Linked DNA regions of Zea mays: all the other regions are linked to region 3. Evidence: chromatin contacts called from public Hi-C data. All regions are on one chromosome and are shown on one strand. Each heading gives the region's core, a stretch centred on a gene start, on an enhancer-like site or on the middle of the called end of the contact. The rest is flanking DNA. Distances are from core to core; before and after follow the strand shown. Region 1 holds the start of LOC100383498. Region 2 holds the start of LOC103639036 (serine/threonine-protein kinase EDR1). Region 3 holds the start of LOC542247 (sucrose synthase 1).

What was found. Hi-C and Micro-C count contacts between places; a contact is called where the count stands out from the background.
Region 1: a Hi-C map of leaf shows a contact between it and region 3, with 6 times the contacts expected there. The contact joins the promoter of LOC100383498 here to the promoter of LOC542247 in region 3. A contact is called at or near these places in 4 of 25 Hi-C or Micro-C datasets (ear, endosperm, leaf and 1 more).
Region 2: a Hi-C map of leaf shows a contact between it and region 3, with 5 times the contacts expected there. The contact joins the promoter of LOC103639036 here to the promoter of LOC542247 in region 3. A contact is called at or near these places in 3 of 25 Hi-C or Micro-C datasets (ear, leaf and tassel).

The regions. Positions count from the first base shown.
Region 1 is chr9:128,106,484-128,110,802 of Zm-B73-REFERENCE-NAM-5.0, reverse strand. LOC100383498 reads right to left here and starts at 2,371. Exons shown (of 13, transcript NM_001176146.1): 1 at 1,913-2,371; 2 at 920-1,125; 3 at 623-826; 4 at 430-540; 5 at 219-314; 6 at 98-143. The coding sequence starts at 2,087.
Region 2 is chr9:128,142,015-128,146,838 of Zm-B73-REFERENCE-NAM-5.0, reverse strand. It overlaps LOC103639036 (serine/threonine-protein kinase EDR1), which reads right to left and starts at 1,289. Exons shown (of 9, transcript XR_004852756.1): 1 at 580-1,289; 2 at 182-505; 3 at 1-67.
Region 3 is chr9:127,812,286-127,816,837 of Zm-B73-REFERENCE-NAM-5.0, reverse strand. It overlaps LOC542247 (sucrose synthase 1), which reads left to right and starts at 3,156. Exons shown (of 14, transcript NM_001111853.1): 1 at 3,156-3,292; 2 at 4,002-4,131; 3 at 4,221-4,372; 4 at 4,498-4,552. The coding sequence starts at 3,183.

The DNA.
Region 1 (4,319 bases), core at 1,122-3,621, 290 kb before region 3:
AAACTCAATATATGCATAAGAAAAGTTGAGGTTCAAGTCAAAACGAAACAGAAGAAATTGGGAGTGAAGATATCTAAAAATCAGAGGGGAGCCTTACCAATAGGGATGATTGGTGCATCAGAACCACCACAAAGCATAACATCCTGTATGTTTAGGCTACAACTGCAATTAGACACTACTTATTGTAGAAGAGAGCACAATAAAATGAAGTTACTTACAGCTTCCCCTTTTCTGATATGATTAGCTGCATTCAGAATGCAGAAGTTGCTAGTAGCACAAGCAGTAGAGATAGAGTAATTTGGGCCCATCCAACCCTGCATATGAAGGGCAATTTCAGTAATCAAGAATCATCATATCTATCTGTCAAAGTATCAACAAACAAGTAAAGAAATGAAATAGCAAGAAAAGATCGTTAATCATATAAGGTACCAGATCCATAGCAAGAATCGCAGAACCCATGTTTGTAGTTGCAAAAGGTACACAGAATGGGTTCATCTTCTTGTATGAAACCCTCAAAGCTTCAATTGCATCACTGAAAACCTGATCAAAATAGAATTAGAAGAGAAGCTAATTAAAAAACGATCTTTTCAGCAAGTATATCATGTAATGTAAGAATCTGCACCTTCATGCCACCCATAGCAGACCCAATGAGGACTCCACATCTTGATTTTTCCAACTCATTCATGACTTCTTCAGTGATTCCAGCATTCTCCAATGCTTTCTTTCCAGCTGTTATCAAATATTGCATAAACTTGTCCATTCGCTTAGCTAGCTTTGGTGCAACCCAACCATCTGTCGAAAATGATTTGATTTCTCCCGCGATTCTCTGTATGAAACATAGTGTCGATGAAGTACAGCATGTTTCAGCGTAATTCTACAACAAACCTCACATCATTAACCATGATAAGAAACTAAATACCGTGGGATAGTGAGAACAATCAAATGCCTCTATCTCGCTTATTCCACTGATACCCCTTAAAAGGTTATTGTAGAATTCATCAGGATCATGCCCTAGTGGCGTCACTACACCCATGCCAGTGACAACCACTCTCCTCTGTTTCATATCAGGTTTCTTATTTTCCACAGCTGTCCTTTCAGGATGCAAGGCAACAGACATGGCCATTCCTGCAGTTCACCAGAATTTTGTTCATTCGGTGTACAACTACCAGAAATCAGCATGTAAGACAAATAGAAGTGGACAACAGGAAAGGCAGTGCCATCCACAAATGCCCATATATCAATTGAATCCCTTTTCAAGTAAAAACTTTGGTCATCTGAGTGGCCCACAGGGGAGAACAAAAGAAGACACCACAATCAACAAATAATATAGGATGGTTTGCCCACACATTTCATTTGGTATGCTTGTGCTGAAGTAATGGTACCACAAAGGCACAGCCAAAACCAGGGATGGCAGTAGAGATATCAACTGTTAAGGAATGCAAGCTTGCTTAGTTCCAGACAGGACAATTTCATGAACAAGACAATATTTCAGTTTCTTTTGGTTGTCAATATAGCGACGCCAAAATTGGGTCTGAAATTTCCCTGTAGGCACAGTTCCTCCTCATGATAAAAATCCTAGGTTTACATAAATTTAGTGAAACTAGTGCAGCCAGACCTAGCAATTGCAAACCCACCAACTTACTCCAGAGCATGAGCTGACGGCCAGTCCGAAACCATACAAAAACAAAAAAGACTGGACCAAGATGCCGGCATCAAGCTGGGTATAATCCCCTCGAAGCCTACATCCCGGGCGCGCGCACGAGCTATGTGACCCTGGAACCGTATAAAACTCCCACCTTTAACCCGCCGCCAAATCTCCGCTGTGACACTACCGATGCAGTGAAACTCCTCCGTTACAGCGAAGCGTGAAAGAAACCAGACTTTGGCAATAGAAAACGGGAAATGGGCTGACCAGAGCGCCCCACGCCGCGGCGCCCTGAGCCGAGGCGGCGGCGCGAGCCGAAGAAACCCCCTACGCCGCCACCGCGGTGCCTGCGTTCATTCTCCTTCTCGCCATCGCCGCAGGCCGCGGAGAGACAGGCGGCGACGAGCCAGGTGCAGAGCGGCGGCGCCACCGCCGCTGCCATTGCTCAGGGCCTAGATCCCGGGAACGCTATGAGGACGCCGGGCAGCTGATTTCGGGGGCGGGGACGCGGTCGCATCCACCGGCCCCGAGAACCGGGGAGCAGAGCCCCGAGATGCGTCCGGCGGGCGAGAGAAGTAGGGTAGGGGTGGGTAGGCGGAGGAGTTCGTGGGAGTCGGGGGCGTGGCGGGTGGTGGGTGAGCTCAGTAAGAAAGGAGGCCGCTTGAGGACATCTGGGAGGTGGCCGACGGGGCGGGGGCCGCCATTGCCAGGTGTTCGCGGTGGTGGGAAAGACCAGAGCAGCGGAGTCAGGAGCACAGATGGTGTGGTTTAATAGAAGGAAAATCCAACACAACCAAACCGGATGGCGAAACTTTTCCTCGACCTCGCTCGAGTCGAGGAGTCTTTGCTAGTAGTAAAAACTTTTAAGACCGAAGTTTTTATTCTTTTCAGTAAGTAGTACGGAGTATTTTACAAGAACTTCTCGCTTGGGCTTGGCCCGTAGCGGTGTAAATATGTGAGTGGAAACTGAAAAGCTTGAGGAGATGGAGAGGAGGGAGCGACTGGGTCGCGAGGCCTGTGTGGGATTTTGATGTTGCCAGCTAGGGCTCTGGATGCTCCCAAAAATTGCTTTCGGATGGAAGGATTGGAATTGGATAAATATACGTGCATCCCAGTCTAAGAAATAATAATTGTATTTAAAAAGTTTCATCCAGAAATAATAATCATATTTTGAATAAAAAGGTAAGCGATATATATTTTGATCGACACGATTAATTACATAATATGTAAATTTCGACGTGCACTATAGATTTGTAGTCAAAGTATTTCTGAGATGATATTGTTTTTATACCAATAAAAAAGGATCAAATACGTGCAGTACGATCCAATGTTATAATTGTAAAATTTTAAAAAACATGGATGGTGGTAAAAGTCGGTTAGTTTGAACAATCACTAGAAGAAGCTATATACAGGTGTGAAGAAAAAATATTTTATATTTTATGGAATCCGAAGTGGGAAAGTAATGGTAGAGCGCAATGAGTTAAAATTATCCGTTTCACAGTACTTTTTTTGTCCTTCCGAAGTTCAAAAAGAGGTACTCAAATAAAATAGGAATTCACAAAATGGAGAAAATCGTTGCAGTCATTATAGGAAAGTATGGGGAGACTTAGAGCATATCCTATTTGAAGGAAGATGAAATTCAAATCAGGTAAGAGATCCTTCCTTCTATTGATTTGATCATAATTCTTTTTTCTTTTTATGTCTCTCTGATTTTCGATGAATGAGCCTATTGGTAATGCTTTTATCTCTTTCTGTGGCGCAATTAAGGATGAAAACGGTTTCGGAATTTTTCGGAATTCCGGAAACCGGTTTCGAAAAAAAAAATTATCAGAATCGGTGTGGTGTTTTTCGAAAACAGAATCGGTTTTCGGAATTTCTATCGGAATCGGTGTGGTGTTTTACCGACCATTTTCTTCGGTTACTGGTTTTTGTCGGAAATTATCGGATTTGTGTCGCGGAATTTTTCGGAATTGTGTCTCGATTTTTTTTGGAATTGTGACTCAGAATTTTTCGGAATTTTTCAGCATGTGATTTTTCACATCGTATGTACGTCTCTAGATAAGGATTACTTATTTTTGTATTTTTTGGACGCCTTTATATTTTTTTTGGGATAGATGGTATTGGAAGGCAGTTGGGATTAACGATTTGGTCTCTCGAACGAATCCATCATTTTATATGTACATGTTATGTATTAGTAATATATAATGATAGAGATCCGACAGTCTATCTTTTTCACACACTAGGTTTTAGGGTTTTCCTGTGAGGTTGTGAAAAAACTCTTTATGTGAGGGAAAATATTTCATAAGCAAGCATGTCATGTCAACTAGATCGAGTGGATATTGTGAACTGTGAACTTTGAGTCTGTGAACTTGTGATATTTATGAACTTGTTATATTGTGAACTTGTTATATTGAGAACTTGTGATCTTTGTAAATTTTTTATATTATAAATTTGTGATCCTTGTGAACTTGTTATATCATGAATTGTGAAGTTGTGGTCTTTGTGATCTTTTGTCAACTTTGTTGTATTGTGAAGTTTGATATGTTTACCGATTGTATTTTAGATTTCGACCGTTACAGGTGTATTTTCCGCACCAAACTTTCATTTTTCGATGTTTCTGAAATACCGATATTGTTTCCGTTTCTGGAGTTATCGTTTTCGATTTTGTTTCCGA
Region 2 (4,824 bases), core at 40-2,539, 330 kb before region 3:
CTCAGCTATTCTTTGCACTAAGAGTGCAATATTGGCAACGAGTCCTGGCGCGGGCACGAGTCATGCACTACATGGCCACAAGGAATGTAAGTCATCGCATTGTTAAAGGTCAGCCTAACATCAGGAACAAAATCAAATGCACTTGTGTATGAAATAGATTTGAGCTTCTTCTGGACGGTACCAAGATCTCCACGCCCAAAAGTGCCGTCAAATCCGATCTTAGCCAGCGGTGCAAGCAAGCGAGCAGAGCACCGAGCTCTGGCTGTAGTCTGTAGAAGGGACCGCAAACACAGCAAACAGAGGAGCAGAGTTTGAGTAGGGACCTTGGCAAAGCCCTCAGCGGTGCCGGTTTGCGTGCCGAAGAAGACAGTGACCCTCTGCCTGCCGTCGTCGGGGTCCGGCTCGTCCTTGTGCTTCGCGGCGAGCGGGCGCGGCGGCGCCTGTGCCGCGGCCGCCCGAGGCGCGGAGGAAAGCTAAACACTTATTATGGTGCTTCGATCCGTCCCTGGTAAGGAAGCTAAACACTAACTCAAAACTCAACTGTACGTACACCACGACAGTGACAACACCTATTCTTACAATTTTGGCGAGGTCGGTGAGGACATGGGTGGCGCGCTTGGTGGCGGCGAGGTCGGCGTGGCACCACGAGGACATCAACCTGCACACAGATCTCGTGAGCAAGAACTGCGTGGGAGTGGCAGCAGTAGATCTCGGGGGTGCTCGCGGAGCCGTCCTCCTCCTCGTTGCCATCGTCAACATCGGTGCTGCCGAGCGAGGACATGGTGGTCTATGCTGCAGCGGCAGATGCCTCCGGGACGGAGGTGCTTGTCGCCCGCAAGGACCCCGAATGCGTGCCAGGGGAGCGGGAGACGGCGGCGCCGAAGATGGGGGACGGAGTGGCGGTGCTGAGGACGGAGGCGGGGTCAGGACCGGGCGCGGATCGACCGCGAGATTAGCGGGTGGGGGTGGGGAAGGGCGAGGGCGGAGGCGTGGATCCCGCGGCGCCGGGATGGGGCGGTCGCGGATCTCGCGAGGGGGAGGGGCACGGTGCCGTTGCTTCGGATCGGCGGCGATCTCGGGCGGGATTCGCGCGAGCGCAGAGGGTCGCTCGTAGACGGGGGCGGGGGCACGGTGATGCGGTGGACGCCCTCGTTATGGTCTTAAGGAATAGTAGAGATAAGTAACTCATTTGCTGGTGTGGTTGTTGAGGTGATAGATGAGGTAGAGTTTGGGCCGAGTTTCCAACGGGCTCGCTTTGCTGGACAGTTAATTTGCTACTATATATGGGCCTGCACGCTACAACAACCAAGCCGTACGTGCTACTACTCGATGTTTTTTTTTTGCTTGATTCTGCAAGTATCTTGCACAAGGATCATTGACGCTTGTCATCCCGTCCGAGCATTGCAGCTAGGGGCATAAAACCCGAGCCCGAAGCCCTATACCCGAAATACCCGAACCCATACCCGTTTAGCCCGAAGCCCGTTACCCAAATAGCTCCAGCGGGTAATGAAACTGGATACCCGAACTAAGTTCGGGCCTAATCGGGTACTAACCCGCGGTACCCGAAGTACCCATTCTACCCGATATCCATTCTACTAGAAGGCCGCCAGGCGCCAGGCCGAGCGCAAGCTCCACAGCCCACGGCCCAGTTGGCAGCCTACTACGAAATCGAAACCTCCCAATCCAGCCAACCCTAACTCCTGAGTCCTGTCTTCCTTGTCCGGCTGTCCTGAGTCCCTGGCGCGGCACCAGCGGCGGCTGTTCCAGCGGCGGCTGTTCCTGGCGCGGCACCAGCGGCGGCTGCGGCACGCCCCCCATTGGCCATCGCCTAGGCTACAACTGCAACCTGTCCAGCCGGTCGCACGCCAGCCACCAGCGCTCAACGCGACGCTAGCGTCCAGGCGCCGCGGCCTCACCAAGGCGCCGTCCAGGCCAACGTCCAGGCGCCCGTCACGCACATGCATTGCCCGAGTGGACCAACAGGCAACAACCAAGTGTGATTTGAGTTTGTGATTTTGTCAAAGGCAATAACGGGTACCCGAATTTTACACAAACCCAAACCCGAATTTGTGGGTACCCGAAATTGCGGGTACCCGAAATTTCGGGTACGAGTACGGGTTCAACTGTTGAAAACCCGAAATTTAAAAAACCCGAAAAGCCCGACCCGAATTTTCGGGTAAACCCGAACGCCCAGTCCTAATTGCAGCCCCACAGTGTAGCCTGCGGAGGAGAAAAGAAGAGCTCTTGAGAGCCACTCTGAAGTTACAAATCTAAGAGCATCTTCAAGAGCTCTCTAAAAAATGACTTCTCAAAATTAATTTTAGTTGACGCCTAAAAAATTAATGGAATGAATTTTAATCCTTTCTCTAACAGATCTCTTAAAGCGGTAGATTGTTTCTGTGGAGCCTAAAAAATCTCTCATTTGTAGCTATAAATGAGAAAGTTTTAAGGGCTATGAAAAAGTTGAGAGCGTTTTAGAAAAACTGTTGGAGACATGTTTTTATGTTTTTTCAAAAAAAATGATTTAAAGAGAGACTTCTAAGAAACCCTTAGAGATGCTCTAAAACTCTCTTCAACAGAGAACCGTAAATGAGTCTATACGCTATATGTAGCGGAATTCACCGTATTGAATAATGTCTCGTAAAACAAACGTTAAAATAGAGGTCAGCCTCCGGAGCCACTAAACCTGGAAGACTAGTGTGTGTCTGATCCGTGTTCGTGGACCCAGTGATGTCGCGCCCGCCCACTCGGCCTGGACCTCGTCATGGCGTCCTGGACGGCGATTTCGAGTTGCTGGAGAAGGTCGTGGCGATTTTCGATTGCCACTCGTCGGTGATGAGGACGAGCACACAAGTGCATTATCGGGGACGAGGAGCAACACGCGTGGCAGATCACCGGCGAGGAGGAGGACCGCGCGACCGCCGACGAGGAGGACAGGCGCTTAGCCACCGGGACGCAGCGCGACAGTTCATCGGGAGGAGGAGAAGAGCACGCGCGGCTGCCGGCTGGACGAGCGCGAGCACCAGTGAGGAGGATAATAGTGCAGCTGCCGAGGATGCGGGCACGACAGCTCACTGGGGATGAGGAGGAGAGCGCGAGCAGCAGCCGACAAAGGAGCACAAACGCGCATGCTCGACGAGAACCAACGCTGTCGCGACGCACATGGAATCGGTCGTGGCTTTCTTGTCCCCTCCACAGTTGTCGATCCCCAACGCGATAGCCGAGAGGGGCTAGACACATATTTTGCTTTGGAAATAAAATACGTTTCCAGATTTTTATGTAATATATAGTAGACAAACGGTACTGGATAGAAAAATTGAGGACCACCAAATTAAATGAAAAAGATAGAATAAATATGGTACATAATAGACTCTTCTAACACTGTATCTATAGAGAACTGAATTTAAAGGATGTTGCTGGAGATGGAGAAGATATAAAGGATAGAATCTTTTAAATTGTTCTGTAAAGAACAAGAAATATTTTTTTAGATGACGGAATTTAGGACACGTTGCTGAAGACAGCCTAAGACTCAATGTTCTGCTCTTGCTTTTCCCTTGAGGAGATGACTCTAAAAGGCAAGTTCATGTCGTTCCAAACAATGCATTAAGAATGAGATGGATTAATTCTTGGTGAAAGGACATGTTGGGGACTTGTTCTCAAATGATAAAAGTCAAGAACAAGACAACATAGAAAATGTCAATCGGTAGAGTCCTTCGTCCTTCGAAGCATTATTCCCCTTAGGATATAATGGTTTTCGGACGAAGGTTATGAAGGGCGTACCTTCATAAATACATTATACAATGACGAAGAATGAATTGTAAGAAATATAAAGAATAACATAGATAATTATATATTATATATTATTATCATATATAAACAGAAATAACATCGAATTACAAATGTACCTTCAACTTGAAGGAGATGAAAGTACAAGCGTGACGCAAAAGTGAATGCCAAATCAGCGTGAACAGTACGGGGGTACTGTTCACCTATTTATAGGCACAGGACGCAGCCTATGCAAAATTACATTCATGCCCTTTACATTTGATAATAATTCTATTGTAATCTATCGAGGTCTGAATAGCCTTTTCATCTTTAAGTCGGTTTCATTTTGTTGATATCATGCCGAAGCTTTCCTGCTCACACCTTCGGCGCTGTATCAACCTTCGTATTATTCTGGTCTGCTGTGATACCGACTTGAGTCCGAAGATACCTGTTCACACATTAAACTCCAGAAATACTGTTAAATCCTGTTTTTGAGGACCTTCGTAAGCCGAAGGCCCCCAACAGTAGCCCCTCGCAATATTAATTTGTTTAAAACAATAAATTTAGATTGCGATATGGACGAAGGCTTTACGACGAAGGTCCGAAAAAACACCTTCCCTTTGCTAGAATAGCAACATTCACTGACAAGCGGGGTCTTTCAATTTTCAACGCACTGGGCGTATAAATACGGTCATACCGCAAACTCATTTAGCACGCTCTCTTGTCATCTGCTCTCGCTCACTCGATTTTTAGCTTTTGTGCACTAAGATTTTCTGAGCTTTTAGTTTTGAAGCTTCGGCTTTGAAAACAGTTTTTTAGTGTTTCCGAAGATGTCTGGAGATAAGAAGGTTGCTGCTGATACGAAGCTGAGTCTTGACGAAGAGAAAAACTTGGGGTTTCTTATAGCGATGTCGAAGACCAACACGGAAAAAATCACCAAGGAGATTCTAGAAGGTTTGTCTGAGGATACTGGTGACAGCGACAGTTATGATGTGGACAGCGGTGGTGAAGACTCCGAAGATCGTCCCTGGCGACCAAGCCATTCAGTTTATGGTAAAT
Region 3 (4,552 bases), core at 1,907-4,406:
GGAAATGATTACGACAAAACATAAATAAAAATCGGTAAAAACTCTGAAAACCACTTTTGATCGCCCCCGGGGCAACCCGCAAAACCAGGTAAGGCCTTGTTCGGTTACATGGGATATAATCCCACCATGGATTTAATCCGGATATGGATTGGGTGAATCCATATCTCACACCCAATCCCATGGTGGGATTAAATCCATCAACAAATCCATGTGACTTTCAAAGCTAGTTATTCTTTTGATCCATGGATTCTAATGTAAACTTGTGCAATATCTCATGGATTTGTTCCATACCTAATGGGCTATGGATAGAATCCATGTCTTCCATAGTTTAAAAAATTCCCAAACCTTTGGGTTATATTCCATGATGGGTTTAACCGAACAAAAAAAATTAAGTAGTCATGGATTATTTTGGGGCATGGATTGAGGTATGGATTTAATTCCAATCCATGCTAATCCAGAGCGGGATTGGTGTAAACGAACAAAGCCTAAAGGATCCGGGTTGGATCCCGAGTAGATCCACCAGCAAAAGTGGGGGCGCCCGCCCCTTTGCTTCCAACCCACGCAAAAACCCGGATCCGATGAATGACCCTCCACCTCCACTTCCTCCTCACGGGCGGTCGCCTCGTCGTACAGACGAACAGAAACAAATGGCAAGCAAAAAAATATACAATACCAACAAAATACCGCGAAAGAATGCTACGGTCACCGGGGTGCATCTGCCGCCAATTCGACAGCCGTGTGTCTCTGTCTCTTCAAAGCACGGAAAGGCAGGCCGCCGGGGCGAGTGTGGTTTTTTTCCTTGTGTGCAAGCATTAGGGTGCAGGTACCAAAACTGCTGCGCGTCAGAAACCATGGGGTCATCAGCTTTGGCGGATTTTGGAGGCGGTGATGTGCGCTCCCTCTGTTTTCTCATGTACCAAGGTCAGAAGGTGACGCGGCGTCGGACCGTGTGCATTTATTTATTTATTATTACAACAGCGAGATTACCGTCCGAATGCCAAATTTATTACTACCGAAACAAAAAAAAATACCAGCCTCGTCTGTTCTACTTCTAGTACGTACGTACGTACGTACAGGGCGCGTCAGCACTGCTTGTGCTTGAGGACAAAAAAGGAGTGGTTTTTAGTGGCAGAAAGTTCCCGCTACTTGTCACGCATTAAACCTCCGCTGATTTAGGAGTAGAAACCTTCTTTCAAAAAAAAATCTTTGAAGATAAATAAAAAGAGAGACCCAAAATACTCCATCCCAAGCTGATCATATCCGATCATACCTGGACATGTAAACAAAAAATCCATCCGTAAACCAGCATCAGATGAAGAAAGCAAACCCAATGCACTACCAAAAGGAAAGAAAGAAAAAATTCCTAATCTTTCTTATCCCTCACCTACCATTTTTTTAAAAAAATCTAATACTACATGGGCAAGGGACGAAGGTGGTGGGAGCAAAGAGGCCCCCACCCCTGCCCCCGCAATGCGTGTATAAAACGGGGCCCGGGGCTGCCGCTCAACTCACCCATCCATTCCACCTCCGTTCACCCCGTCCATTTGATTTGCGTTCACTGCGTTGCGTTTCCTTGGAGGGGATTGTTCTCTCCTCTCCTTTGGATTGGAGGTCCCTCCTTCTTCTCCTCTCTCTCTCAGAGGAAGGTAATGCAATGGGGGTGCTCTAGCCCTCTCCTCCTCTGCTCCTGCCGTCCTGCGTGGGTGCGTGCGTGGACGCTGGTCTGCTGTCCTGCTCCGGGCGAAATGCCGCCGCCGCTCGCCGTGACTGATGCTCCTCCTCCTGGTCGTGTCCGAACGCGCCGGACGGTGCCGCCGGTAGCATGTAGGAACTATACGCTCCGCTCGGACCTGGTCATGATCGATCGATGGTGTAGGGGAGGTCATGCCGAATTTTTTCGCCCGGTTCTCTGAACCTGCCGCCACTCTGCAGGCGGGGGAGGTGCTGCCTCTGCATGCAGTTGCTTTCCTTGCAGCTATAGCCAAAACAAACAAAACAAAAGACGGGTTTTTTTACGGCTGTTGTACCAGCCTACCAGGGGATAGCTAGCGACTAGCGTCCGTGAGATCCAGAGAACTATTGTCTGCCACTTGACGAGATCCTAGGGGAGCGGAGGGAGCCTGCTTATCCGCGCAGGAACGACGGTGTTAGCTTCTGGATCTGGGGTTTACTGAGCACCAAGGCTCTTGCAAACTCCGGGTTTAAGGTTTCATATATATATATTTTTTGCATACTCCCGAGTTGGTACCAGAACGCTAGTAGATCCGGCGCTTCTTTGTTTCCTCTTTAATTAACCAATATTTTTGCAAGAAATATTTCTGTGACGATTTTCCTCGGATAAGTTGTTGCCTTGTTGGCTTTATCCGTCCGGATGCCCCGCCATGTGCTCCTTGTCTCGGGACTCGGAGACAGGCTGACAGTCCTGGGTTCTTGTGCTAATGGCCATGGTTAACTTACGTTAATCCTGCGCCTTATTATCATCATCTAGGTGTAATTACTTCCGTTTGTGCTAATCACCTCGTGATTGCCTGCAATAAGGAACCCCAGCCCCCCCACCTTGCTGATGCCGTGCTTTTCTAGAGAAGTACCCTGCCGCGTCACGCTTCGTCCTCGCCTGCTTTGGATTCAACGGCTTTTTGGAGGCCGAGGCCATTGGTGCCATGCGGCCAGCCCTTTTCTTCTCCATGGTTCCCATCGATGTGTTTTTGTTCGGTTCTCTCGTCAGATCTGTATAAATAGGCGCCTCCCTTCTCCGCCATTCCTCGGTCCTCTGAAGCGTTTCAGTTCATCGATTCAGTTCTTGTATGCCTCTTGTTGTATTGGTTGTTTCTTCTTTCTGGTCTAGGTACTAGGACTATAGTACCAGGATCTGAGTCGTTTTTTTTTGGGTCTTGCTCCTGTCTGCCGTTTCTTTCCCCCCTTCCAGAGTTAGGTTCTGTTGGTTTCTTGCCTGCAATATAGTTTCGTGGCGCAGCGTCAAGGGTGTGTCGAGACTTAAAAGACTGGTTGTTGGCAGTTGGGTTTATGTCTTGCTGGAGGGGTTTTAGTTTTAGGATGTCATCGCAGCTTTTATGTCAACGGATCTGAACCGTTTTTCGGTTTCAGTTTTCTCTGCTGACTGAAGCTTCCGCTTCCGTTTCGGTTTCGCTGTGCAGGCCTGAGGATCCAGGAAGAGGACAGCAATGGGGGAAGGTGCAGGTGACCGTGTCCTGAGCCGCCTCCACAGCGTCAGGGAGCGCATTGGCGACTCACTCTCTGCCCACCCCAATGAGCTTGTCGCCGTCTTCACCAGGTCTGCCCTCATTTCCCCCGCTTCGTCTGCAAGTTTACATTTATTTTGCTACGGGTATTATTTGAGCGAATGCGACTTTTTAAGACCAGTTCCATCATATTATGTATTGTTAGATCTAGCATGATGTGGCCATCATTCAATGCTGTAGACATAATGTTCCTGTGTTCCCTAATAAGATGAGTATTTAATTAGCATCCAGGATTTTGTCGAAACCTAGTACTGGATACTGATGATACATACATACACCATGCTTTTTTTAGTACCGACTGTAAACTGCTGTTAGATCTGGCTGCACCTGCATGTGTGTTCTTTAGTTTTATATTCAATACGATGTTTCTGAACAGAATGATTGGAGTCTGAACTTACCCAATGTATAGCTTGTTACTAAAGGGTCTATCGAATACGATAATGCTTGCTAACCAGTTTATGCTTAGTTCTGACACGTTCTGTTCAGCATGAACGCATAGGCATCTGACTAGATCGGATGTGTAGGCATGAAAGGGGTTTCGAGAAGTTCAGTTAAAAGAGAGGAATCTTTGTTTTCATTTTTTCGAATGAATTTGCTGTTGTGCCTCTTCGCTATGTTGCATATGTTCCCACGCTACTGACTGCTGATCATACGTCTAAACTATTTCTTGAAATTGTATATGTTTGATGAGTTTATAGATCTGGCATAGTCTGATGTTATTTGGCACATCGTTTTGCGCAGGCTGAAAAACCTTGGAAAGGGTATGCTGCAGCCCCACCAGATCATTGCCGAGTACAACAATGCGATCCCTGAGGCTGAGCGCGAGAAGCTCAAGGATGGTGCTTTTGAGGATGTCCTGAGGGCAGCTCAGGTTTGCATCAGATTCAGATCTCGCTGGACAGCACTGTTCCTTTTGTAGTGTGCACCTTCTTTAATCATTCTAGCTCTATTATCTTACAGGAGGCGATTGTCATCCCCCCATGGGTTGCACTTGCCATCCGCCCTAGGCCTGGTGTCTGGGAGTATGTGAGGGTCAACGTCAGTGAGCTCGCTGTTGAGGAGCTGAGAGTTCCTGAGTACCTGCAGTTCAAGGAACAGCTTGTGGAAGAAGGGTATGATTTTTGCAGCCCCAACAACAACTTTGATTAATATACCATGATTAATATACTTTTCTAAAATAAAAAGGTTTTGGTCATATATATGACAGTTTATAATACTTTTGGTGTATATATTGCAGCCCCAACAACAACTTTGTTCTTGAGCTGGACTTTGAGCCATTCAATGCCTCCTTC